Linked DNA regions of Mus musculus: regions 1 and 3 are each linked to region 2. A link is a contact called in public HiChIP or PLAC-seq and promoter capture Hi-C data. All regions are on one chromosome and are shown on one strand. Each heading gives the region's core, a stretch centred on a gene start, on an enhancer-like site or on the middle of the called end of the contact. The rest is flanking DNA. Distances are from core to core; before and after follow the strand shown. Region 1 has its middle 22 kb from the start of Gm26203. Region 2 holds the start of Dtl (denticleless E3 ubiquitin protein ligase). Region 3 overlaps Lpgat1 (lysophosphatidylglycerol acyltransferase 1).

Region 1 (3,757 bases), core at 1,186-3,685, 220 kb before region 2:
TATCTGGGCTGCACCAAAAGGTCTGGACCAGACTGAAGGTGGGCTTTCCTATTTCAAATAATATGCTTAAGAAAAGCCTTCACAGGTGTGCCAAGCCACTTGGGTTTAGTTGATTCCAGATGTAGTCATGGTGACAACCAAGATGGCCAAGACAGCTACACCTATGGCGGACTGGCTTCATTAGAATCTTCCTTGGTGTTTTTCTGCCCTCTCCCCACTTTGTCTTCTGTCTTACTCGTCCAGTGAAAATGTCCAACTTTGTGACATCGATATCGACAGACAATGAAGAAGGCTGAGCTCGGATTGTTTGTATAGCTAAACGTTTATTGGTCTCACGTCTTCATTGATCTTCATTTTGATTCGCTGAGAGAGGCACAGCTGAGAACTTTCCTTGATGTTCCTATTGGCTCTGGTCCTTCCTGTCCACTTGTGTCGACTAAGGCCTGGCACTTCCTGCTAGGTCTGTCACTGCCGATGCTACCCCAACATTACCAGATTGGACTACTGGTATACCCGTAAAGCAAGTGGATCGAGCTGTCGTTGCCCACCTGTGAACTAAACGACTAGTTTCCTGAGGACACAGATGAGATTTACTACAAAGAACAATTTCTGAACAGGTCCATGTCCCCCGCCCCCATTTCCTTTCTTCTCCACTACCTCTGGTAGATGATGGGCTACTAGGGAGGTTAAAACATTTAAGATCCATCATTAAAAATGACATTAAAAATTAAAATGATAACAGAGACTTTTAGGTTAAGTTGTCAGGTTGATAAAGTTTTAAATTGCATGGCTCATGCTTGGTATCATGGCTAAGAAACCCTGCCTCTCAGGAGAGCACCAGGTTTTCTTGTGTGGTTCTACAAGGGTTTCATGGTTTTGTTTTTATACTTAGTATTTTTGGTTGGCTTTGTGATTATTTTTTGAGCCGTGGCTGGCATGCTATTCACGTTGTAGCCCATGCAGGCCTTGGACTCTCTGCAATCCTCCTGCCTTAACCTTCTCAGTGCCTGGGTTACAGAACGCGCTGCCACGTTCCGCCAAGACTTTGGCTTTGCAATCAGCATTTTTCCTTTGAGTTTGGTTGTTTACTTGTGTGAAACATTGGTTAGCTACATAGCTCAGACTGGCCTTGAACTCATGATTCTCCTGTGTCTGCCTCCCGAGTGTCAGGGTTACAGGCATGTGCCACTATTCTGCTTATATTTAGGTTTTGACCCATTTCGAGTTTGTTTTGTGTATGTCAAAAGCTGTGGAAGGTTGTGAACTCACCCGCATGAGTGTCCAGCTGCCTCTCCCCATTTGCCCACTGCCTTCTGTGCTGAATTGCACTTGAACCTTTGTAAATGCTCGGTTATACATTGTCACATTCATCTCCTGTACCTACTGTGACAAACTTCTACAAACTTGGTGGCCTAAGGAACAGGCCTCGTTTCTTAGTAAAGACTAAACCTCTCCTAGTTTTGGTGCCAGAAGAGCGACCTCAAAGAAGGGCCTCCAGGTTTCTGGAGGAAGGTAGGGTATATGCCCACTCCCTTCCCTGTGTCCCTGTGAGGGATGTGCCCCCCTTCCCTCCCCCCTTCCCTGCGTCCCTCTGGGGGATACGCCTCCTTCCCTGTGGCTTATCAGAGTCTGCCTCTGAGCAGCCGAGCAGAGCTGAGGTCTTTCTTCATGATGAGTGCATACTTCATGAGGACAGAAACCAGATCTTACTCGTCTCTGCTTCTCAACCCACAGTGGCTTGAGAGATGCACAGCTGGTCTGTAGAATGAATGAGCAGAAGAGGAGGCACCACCAGTATTCTGGGAAAGACTTCGCACATCATGCAAAAGTTGAAAGGGATGGAAGCCGGACATGGTGCAGGTTTGGGAGGTGGAGATGGAGCCCCGTAGCTCACTGACCAGCATATTAAACTGATGTCATCAAGCTCTGAACTTTGAACCTGGAGAGGAAACTTTCAGTGTGTTCGCTAAAGAAGGTTCAGAGCATGAACACAGCACGAGGTTATATGCACAAGGACCACCTGGGAAAAACAGGAGTTATCACAGCTGACCACACCCATGCACAGATGTACAAGTGTGCAAATACCAGGCTTGTAGAGTTGCACCTCAGACCTGGTGGGTTCAAACACACACACACACACACACACACACACACACACACACACACACACTCTTGCAACGTAGCTGTCTGTGATACTATGAGTCAAAGTGCAGGTGGCCAGAAGCCTAAGCAAACATGTGAGCTGCCTCCTAACAAGGAAAGGAAAACAGGAAATGGATGCTGTGCAGCCTCTCCTCTCTCCTTCCTTCCCCCGTCTTCCAGATAGCAGCCCAGACAACAGGCTACAAACAACACCCTGGCAGCCATTGCATCTCACGATGCTCCAAGGGAGTAGGAAACAAGTTGGTTCCCAGAATGCTTTGCAAAGGCTCTGCATTGGACTATATAGAGGCCTCAGGGGAGTGGGGCTGCCTGGGTACTAATCCTGGGCTGGGCCCCTACAGCAGCTTGGCTAGTTCTGGCCTCCTGCTTGGTGTTTAAGTTTTGCCTGGACCTTGTTTGTTATCAGGCCTCCCACAATGAACTGAGTATCTTTTTAGGGGTGACCATGCCTCCCCTGAGCTCTTCCAGGAGGAGTCAGGCTTGTTTTCTCTTAGTCTTCACAGCACCCGAAGCTAGAGTGATTTTCAGCTGGGTTTCTGTCCGTGGGCCATTCCTTCCTCTCTGCAGATCTTTTAGGAACTCCTATCTGCTCAGGGCTTCCCACATGGGGCTGTGATGAACTTCTAGACTCTGGGTCTCAATCCGTGGCTGGCTCTGACTCGTACTCAATCCTAGCTGTAGCACCCAAGGGTCACTCCTCTCGGGTTTCGGGGCATATCAGCATCACCAGGGAATCGGTGAGAACCCGAGATTTCCTCAATAATTCATACCCCATGTCCCTCCTCCTGCAACATCACGTGGATCTGAACAAAGGCAGTGAACATTATCCAGCAGTAACCTAATCTCCTGGGTCGTTTACCAACAACACTCAGAGTGATCTCAAGGATTACCTTGGACTCTGGCCAGCACCTGGGAGACTGGGCCTAACTGAAGGCCAAATGGCCCAGGGTGCCAAGTAAGCCAACAGTGAGTTCCACTGAGGGGAGCTGGAAAATAAGCAAGCAAAAGATGTCTGGGAACTGCGGCTGTGGAGGCCTGTGTAGACTTCCATCCCACTAGCTGGAGCAGTGAAGCTGGGGCACCCCGTTCTCCACAAGGTCTCTGGTCTTGTCTACAGTTTGCCCCAGCAGAGCCAAACTGCAAGCCCATTGCTTGTTGGCACACACCTTCTCTGTACTGAGACTGCCACTGCACAGCAGGGGGAAAGGAGGTAGGAGCTCACCTCTGGATCATAAGGGATACAGACCAATAGTTTCTGGCATGACTGCTACAGGACACAGCAGAGATGTGCCCAGTGTGCATGGAACCAAGAAAAAAACATCAAACTGGAAGTTCTGGTGATGGAAGGTTCTCTGGAGGCTTTGGCCTGGAACTGGGTGTTAGAGGGTAAACAGGATTCTGGGGGCAAGAAAGCAGCTGGGATTTGGGGCAACGGGACAGCAAGCAACTTTGGGAAAGAAAGGGTTTATTTGGGTTACACGTCCACAGTACTGTCCTTCGTAGAGGGAAGCCAAGGCAGAAACTCAAGAAGGAACCTAAAGCCAGACAAGCCTGCTTGCTATTCCACACACCATTTGCCTCTCCCCGAGAAAAC
Region 2 (3,579 bases), core at 765-3,264:
TACACATATGTGTTTTAATTTCAACTCTTCTTATTAAAAAGGTTGTACTATTACTTTCATTACAACTGTAACCTTTTCTTTCAAAGAGCTTCACTTTTAATTATGTGTATGTAGGGGGAGGGAGAGATGGGTGTATAACAGACCCTCTAGAGTTACAGGCAGTTGTGAGGTTTGGGGTGTGAGTGCTGAGAACTGAACTCTGGTCCCACAAAACAGCAGTGTGGCCTCTTAAAGGCTAAGTCATCCCTACAGCCGCAGCATCTTTTTTTTTTTTTTAATGTAAACCTTATTTCATTGTTATTGTATGTATGTGTGCACATGTGTGTGACTGTCAGGCTTGCACAGGAAGTGTTTCACACAGTAAACCATCACACTGGCTCACAACACTTAGAAGGTAACTCTGGATGTCCTTCCTTTCCTTGCTCCATATCCTTACCCTGCTCTACAACACTATCTACTCTTAGCCTGGGACAAGATTAGCTACGCTAGAGCCATACACATTTCGGTGGGAAGGGAGTTGGCACTGAATAAAACAGTGTAATGGGCCACATCAGGTCTAGGACTTGGGAGGCTGAGGATCAAAAGTTGAGAGTTATCCTTGGCTTTAGGGAGTACAGGCCAACCTGGATGTCACAGACTTTAGTAAAACGTAAAAAACTCTTACCTGTAACTGGTTTCAAACTTGGACAAGGAACTAAGGTGCATATTTAACATGCCAAAGTCTAATTGACCTCCAGGTTCTCTCAGCATCCCCCAGTCCCTACTTGGCACACCCTGCCCCCCAGACTTGAACTTACAGATCCTTGGTTTCCAGTCCCGTTCTCTACAGGTTACACACTGGCTACAGTTAACCAAGAATTGCCTATAGTGTAAAAACCTTGGCAGGAAACTGAAGCAAAGGTCTCACATTTACACAGGACTTCTTTATGGATAGCTATCTGTCAAAGTCCCTCTTCAGCCTTTAATAAAGGCATCTTTTCGCATACCACTGCCATTTAACATTTACAACAGCTGACATACTGTGCCCACTTTGCTGACATATCGAGGCTAGATGATAATGCCGCATTCCATAATCACTTTAGTAGAACTGGAATTTAACTCCTAACCCTAAAATTTTTTCTCTTAGCTACCTGTATAAGGGGAACTAACTCGTGGAACTTGTGTGCAGAGAATGAGCGCGTTCAGCCAAGCTTTTCGGATGTTCTCATCCACATGGAACCTGCTTTAGAACGCGCAATTGACAGTCTCGCAAGACAAATCGCTGTAAAACGCTCAGAAAATCATTTGGCTCTCTTAATGAAGGCTTCACCTGCACTGAACGTTTTAAAAAATAATCTCAAAATTCAGCACTTTATCTTATTTGCTGCCTGGGAAACCAGAGACTGTGCCCCCAAGTGGTCAAAGGCATCCTCGCAAGCACGAGCCTCTGCTCCAACTGTGCAAGGCTACTCCAGCAACCCTGCATGCGCCTAAGCGCTGGCTCCAAGACTAGCAGCCGTGCTTCCCGCCCCATACATCGGCGCATGCGCCTTTCTAGCCTCTGTAGCTGCCGCCACTAGGTGGCGCCACTCCCCCCAGACGCTTCGCCCGCGTCCCTCCTCCGTACCTTTGTCCAGTTCCATAAGAGCGGAATTAGCGTCCAGCTCCTGTTCGCCATAGCCGGCATCGGCCAGGAACGACTTGGTTGAGTTTGACGCCATGACCCGGACAGTTACCCGACTCGCCCAGTCACAAAGATTGCAAACTCTACCCCAGCACCGCCATCTTCTCCCGCCGCGGTCTCGCGGATTTTTCCCTCCGCGCGCTGTCAGGCAGTGTACGCATGCGCCTCGGTCGCCCCGCGGTTCGCCAGTTCCTCTCTGGGCCCCCCCGCGCAGGCGCTCAGGGAGCCTGTGAACCTTGGGTTCCCGCGGCTGAGCGAGAGGGAGGCGGAGCTTAGGATGGGGGCGAGCCTTCGAGGCGCCAGGACGCTGCGACGAGAGCCAATCAGAAAGCGTGACGTCAGTTTGGCGCGGAGTTTGGCGGCCGGGGCTCTTAGTGGCGGGAGTTGGAGGCGAAACCGCGCCGCGTTGTGGAGGGTGCAGACGGCGGCTCCTGTGGAACTTGGGGGCGATCTTCTCGGCGTTCCCCTCAGCTGAGCCTTCTCCTCAGGCCCAGATGCTCTTCAACTCGGTACTCCGCCAGCCGCAGCTCGGCGTCCTGAGGAACGGTGAGTAACGGCCCCAACGGCCGCTGGCCGTGGCGGGAACCACCTCCCCCCAGGCGCTCCACCTTGGATCGCTGCCGACTGTGGGCCTCCAGGTCTCCCGCGGCCGGAGCGAATCCGGGCGAGCGAGGACCGCCGAAGAACATCGTGCTTGGGTTCCTTCCGGACGCTTTTCACCGTAATCGAGCTTTTTAGTTCGGAACGGAGGCCGAAGTTAGGACGCTCAGTGGCGTCCCGGGCCCCTGGCTGCTTACGTCAATATCGCGCGTTAACTAGAGAGTGCACGCTTGTGAGAGTCGGGGGTGGGAGACGCTTTGGCACCAGCGATGTGCCTGCCGTCTCTGCAGAACCTTAGCGATCCCTGCAAGTTCGTTGTGCACCAGCGCGCATGGCCCGCAGTTAAGGAACTCAATCTTAAGGCGCCAAAGTCCCCTCCCCCATCTCTGCAGGCTCTGAAAAGTCCTAAAATACAGACTAAAAGATGCCCATAGCCACACCCACGAGGTGACCACGGGTAATGGATGGAAGGGTATTGTTCCAAATGTGTCTTGATGCCGAGGTACTTCCAGAAATGGGATTAAACTCGTTTTTCTCTTCACGGTGGAATTCAGCCATGTTCTCCTGTTAGCATATAGAAAGCCAGCTCATCTCCTACAGTACTCTTAAAAACATTGGCAATCTGAGATGCGATTAGGCTGATGTGTTGTTAAACTAAGACCTTGAAGAGTGGTCCTAAGAATGTTGAGAAGAGGAAAAGCTCCTTGAGGTCCTGCCCGGATCTAAAACTTTGTAGTCGTATTCCCTCTGTGGATACTCTTGTAGTTACATTCTGCCTCTTTCTCTGCTCGAACTTTACAAAAGTTACTTCGCCCTGTGTTAGGAATGGCCGCCCTGCACAATGGTTGTGAGCGGTCTTCGGAGCGTCTGAGTTTCAACTCCACCTCTTTTCCTATGTGCTACATTTTCTGTCTACCCACTTTTCAGTCTGTCGTTCCGGCTTACAGATAGCCAGACAGACGTTCAGTGATAGGCACTGGCATTCATTGATTGTTACCTCCTGAAGTCTGCATCTCTTTTCCCCTCCGGTGTTGCTGGGCCTTAAATGATTATAGCCGTAAGTAAGGATTCTACTGCTGCTACACTCTTCCATTCCCTATGTTTTGGGTTAATTTCTGTAAAAGCTGTATGTATTGAACTTAATCTAGACAGTTAGGCATACAAGCATCTTATATTCTAATGCCCCAAACTGAGTTGGCTTCTTCCCAATTTTTGGGAGTGACATTATTTTAAACTGGTGTCCCCAGCTAAAACTTAGACTCCATATTCCTCATTATGACATTTTCAAAAGAAAAAAAAGAAATCCCTTAAGTCTG
Region 3 (3,676 bases), core at 393-2,892, 170 kb before region 2:
AGAGCCATGGCTCTAGTTGGCTATGTAGCAGACAATGGCCTTATCAGGCATCACTGGGAGGGGAGACCCTTAGTCCTGTTGAGGCTCAATGATCCAGGGTAGGGGACTGCTAGGGAGTTGAGGCAGGAGTGGGGGGTGGGGGGTGGGGGGAGCACCCTCATCGAGGCAGGGGGAGGGAATAGGGGACTTGTGGAGGGGAAACTGGGAAGGGGGATAACATTTGACGTGTAAATAAATAAAATAACCAATAAAAAAATTAAAAAAGAACAAAACTGAAGATTAACCCTATCTCCTACTACATGCATACTTGATTTCATAGCAAGATTCCAAGAAACAACAACAAAATGCCAGAAAAAAAAAAAAAAAACCAGTGACTCTGAAGCCATTGTTATGACCAGCAAAAAGGAATTAGCATGGAGAGGAGACCTGTCCCCTTGCTGCTGTGGCAAACACTATGACAAAAGAGAAATGACAAGAAAGAAATTTCAGCTTAGGACCTGACTCCACTGTTGATGGAGGTCAGGGCAGGAACTCAAGGCCCTGAAAGTGAAGCAGAAAGCATGGAAGAATGATACTTCTGGCTTTCCCAGTTTGCTTTCTTCTTTCTTCTTCTTTTCTTCTTCTTCTTCTTCTTTTCTTCTTTTCTCCTCCTCCTCTTCTTCCTCCTCCTCCTCTTCTTCTTCTTCTGTGTGTGTTGCAGATGACTCAAATTACAGATGACTAGGAGCCACCATGTGGGGATTCAAACCCAAGTCCAAGTCCCCCTGGAAGAGTAGCCAGTGTTCTTACCTGCTGTGCCATCTCTCCAGCCCCTGAACTTGCAGGGCTGACATATCCAACAATGAGCTGGGCCATCCCACATCAATCATTAATTAAGACAAAACCCTACAGGCCAGTCTTACAGAAGCATTTTCTCAATTAAGATTTCTTTTTCCAAGATATGTCTAAGTTTGTGTCAGGTTAACAAACATCAACTAGGACACTGATATTGCACAGTCTTTTACCACCCTGTACGTTAGTCATTAATAATATTCAAACATGTTGTAAAAATTAATGAAGTATAATTGATTGTTCCACTAAGATAATTGGATACATCATTTTTGGAATCTGTACTGGCTTGTTTCGTATGTCAACTTGACACAAGATAGAGCCAAGAGAGAGGAAGTAACCTCAGTAGAAGAAATGCCTCCATGAGATCCAACTGTATGGCATTTTCTCAATTAGTGATCAGTGGGGCCATTTCTGGGCTGGTGGTCCTGGGTTCTATAAGAAAGCAGGATGAACAAGCCAGTAATCAGGACTCCTCCATGACCTCTGCATCAGCTCTTGCCTCCAGGTCCCTGAACTGTTTGAGTTTCGGTTCTGACTTCCTTTGGTGATGAACAGCAATATGGAAGTAGAAGCCAAATAAATCTTACCCTCCCTTTTACTGTTTTGGTTATGTTAATTCATTACAGCAATAGAAACCCTAACTAAGATAGAATCATTATTAACCAACCACGTTTTCAGCATTCCAGGTTACAGGCAGACCCTACTGTACTTTCCTTAGGTAAAAAGTCACCCGGACAAACACGACACAAAAATGAATATGCCCATCAACGGCAGCTGTGGAAAAGCAGCAGGTAACTCATTAACCCAGGCTGCAGAGGTGGCTAGCAGTTAGCAGCACTGGCAGCTCTTCCAGAGGACCTGACTTCAATTCTCAGCACCTGCATGACAATTCACAATTCTAGAACTCTATTTCTAGTAGATCTGATACCCCTCTGAGGGTACTGCATGCACATGGTGCACAGACAGTCAGACAAACATGCAAACAAAAGTAAATGGAGAAATAAGGTAGGATGGCAGACTGGTAAGGAAATGTCATCAAGCAAGGGGTGCTTATGAGAAAAGGGAGGGCTGAGAGTAGTGGTACGTTCAGATTTGGGCGGACACCGGAGAATCAATAGTTCAAGGCCAGCCTGGGATACAGAGCAAGATGCTGTCATAAAGTAGACAGAAAGAAGCAACAGGGAGGACAGGTTGGGAGTCACACATATCTCCACAATATTCTATTCAAACTTTGAAAAGCCCTCTGAACAATCTGGTGGCTTCCCAGGAAAGTGGGAAAGATAATCCAGAGGTTAGCTGTACTAACTTGGTGGATTGCCAGTCCACAATAGAGCAAGCTACAGGTTCCCAGAAAGACTTCCTCAAAGATGATTTTTCACACTAGCATCATCTGACTGACTTAAAGAGAGAACTAAAACTAAGAAGGAGCGAGCCCGCTGGTAGCTTACAACTGTGACTCAGTCCAGCCTGGGTACAGAGTGCGAACAAGAATCAGAGGAGATGGTTGTTGTGGTCTAAATCTGTAGTCAGCCCTTGGGAAGTGGATGCAGGAGGGTCAGGATCATCCTCTGCTACACACGGAGTAAATGGCTAGCCTGGCTGGGGTACAGGTAAACTCTGGAGGGGGACAGGTGCGAACTGGAGTTACTACCTCCAGTTGGCTGAAAGATCTACTTAGACAAGAGGCAGAAACCACTGAGTTGGGCCCCTGTGGGGTATAAACTTGTCCAGTCTATGGGAGACCCAGGCTAGATTCAGAAACAGCCTGACCTGTTATCTGCCATGTCATTTCCATCCTATGCCATCTATCTTGGAACTAGGGTGTTGAAACAGTGACCCAGAGTCCCTGGAAAGCCTCCAGTATTTTGGTGATTTCAGTACAGCCAGGGGAAGGCAAGGGGACAGGTTATAGTAGCACCAAGGAACAACGAACTGAGTGGCAGAGTCAGCAATTGTGTTCACAGATGGGAAAGGACTCTGAGGAACTGACAGGAATGGGCCTAGACTGGCAGCTTTGTGGCTAGCAGCAGTGGGCCCTGTGGGAGACACAAGACAGGGTGTTGTATGGGGCAGAATGGTGTGGATGGGCACAAAGGTCTCAACTTGCTCCTCCTTCAGGCTGACTCCAGCAACTAAGACTTTTCTAGCCTTAAATCAGGGCTCTGTTTTGAAGTATTTTTCTAGCTTCCAGTTCTGCCCTTAGCTGTATTCCTGGTCATGAGGATTCAAGAGTACAGGAGGACTACACAAATGCTGAGGTATTTCTATCTCAAATGTAACTCAGTTAGGTTTTCCTTTTTTTCTTTCTTTCTTTTTCTTTCTTTCTTTTTTTTTTTTTTTGTACATGGGCACCTGAATATATATATATATATATATACATATGATCTCATGAACAGAAACATACTCACCTATTTATACCACATAGACATATACAAACCTGTAAATAGTAGTTCTTCTCTCACTAAATGAAACTACACATAACAAAGGTTAAGAGCCTAGCTTGCTGGTAGAGTACATGCTCTGAATGCCCTGGTTAGATGACCAGTACAAAAAAGAAACACACACACACACACACACAGAGAGAGAGAGAGAGAGAGAGAGAGAGAGAGAGAGAGAGAGAGAGAGAGAGAGAAAGAGAGAGAGAGAGAGAGAGAGAGCGCGAGCGCCGGGGGGGGGGGGGGGGGCGCAACTTCAGTCTGTAATGCTTTGAAATTTTTTTGTTATTTCTTTTTTATGTGTTTGGGTGTTTTGCCTGTCTGTCTATGTGCATGTGTGCCTAATGTCCTAGGAGGTCAGAATAGGGTTTTAGATATCTTGGGACTGAGTTAAAGACAGTCATGTGGGT

The links. Promoter capture Hi-C pulls out the DNA fragments that hold promoters and counts their contacts. HiChIP or PLAC-seq counts read pairs in DNA pulled down with a chosen protein or histone mark.
Region 1: a promoter capture Hi-C map of liver shows a contact between it and region 2. The contact joins the enhancer-like site here to the promoter of Dtl in region 2. A contact is called at or near these places in 13 of 39 promoter capture datasets (the C10 cell line, the HPC-7 cell line, Sertoli cells and 8 more), 20 of 484 Hi-C or Micro-C datasets (the AML12 cell line, the N1E-115 cell line, bone marrow-derived macrophages and 13 more), 24 of 115 datasets of contacts at active chromatin or transcription factors (the 230-238 cell line, the HPC-7 cell line, bone marrow-derived macrophages and 17 more) and 3 of 9 other capture datasets (adipose tissue, liver and pancreatic islet).
Region 3: an H3K4me3 HiChIP or PLAC-seq map of bone marrow-derived macrophages shows a contact between it and region 2, with 3 times the contacts expected there. The contact joins the enhancer-like site here to the promoter of Dtl in region 2. A contact is called at or near these places in 12 of 39 promoter capture datasets (3T3-L1-derived adipocytes, the C10 cell line, the HPC-7 cell line and 6 more), 2 of 15 datasets of contacts at CTCF or cohesin (large pre-B cells and pro-B cells), 7 of 484 Hi-C or Micro-C datasets (LSK cells, bone marrow-derived macrophages, granulocyte-monocyte progenitors and 4 more), 20 of 115 datasets of contacts at active chromatin or transcription factors (the 230-238 cell line, the HPC-7 cell line, acute myeloid leukemia and 12 more) and 4 of 9 other capture datasets (adipose tissue, liver, macrophages and 1 more).

The regions. Positions count from the first base shown.
Region 1 is chr1:191,792,494-191,796,250 of GRCm38.p6, reverse strand. No RefSeq gene overlaps it. Among named protein-coding and RNA genes, the nearest start is that of Gm26203, 22 kb to the right of the region's middle. Within about 2 kb of position 2,435, at least 37 of the 459 cell types and tissues checked have an H3K27ac peak or open chromatin away from gene starts, as enhancers often do. A contact at or near this core is called in the AML12 cell line, intestinal crypt epithelium, liver and 1 more, where this site is marked.
Region 2 is chr1:191,573,979-191,577,557 of GRCm38.p6, reverse strand. Dtl (denticleless E3 ubiquitin protein ligase) reads left to right here and starts at 2,014. Exons shown (of 15, transcript NM_029766.3): 1 at 2,014-2,209. The coding sequence starts at 2,158. It overlaps Ints7 (integrator complex subunit 7), which reads right to left and starts at 1,922. Exons shown (of 20, transcript NM_178632.6): 1 at 1,607-1,922. The coding sequence starts at 1,700.
Region 3 is chr1:191,739,792-191,743,467 of GRCm38.p6, reverse strand. The region is part of intron 2 of Lpgat1 (lysophosphatidylglycerol acyltransferase 1); the gene reads right to left. Among named protein-coding and RNA genes, the nearest start is that of Gm22446, 21 kb to the left of the region's middle. Within about 2 kb of position 1,642, at least 35 of the 459 cell types and tissues checked have an H3K27ac peak or open chromatin away from gene starts, as enhancers often do. A contact at or near this core is called in bone marrow-derived macrophages, granulocyte-monocyte progenitors, hepatocytes and 3 more, where this site is marked.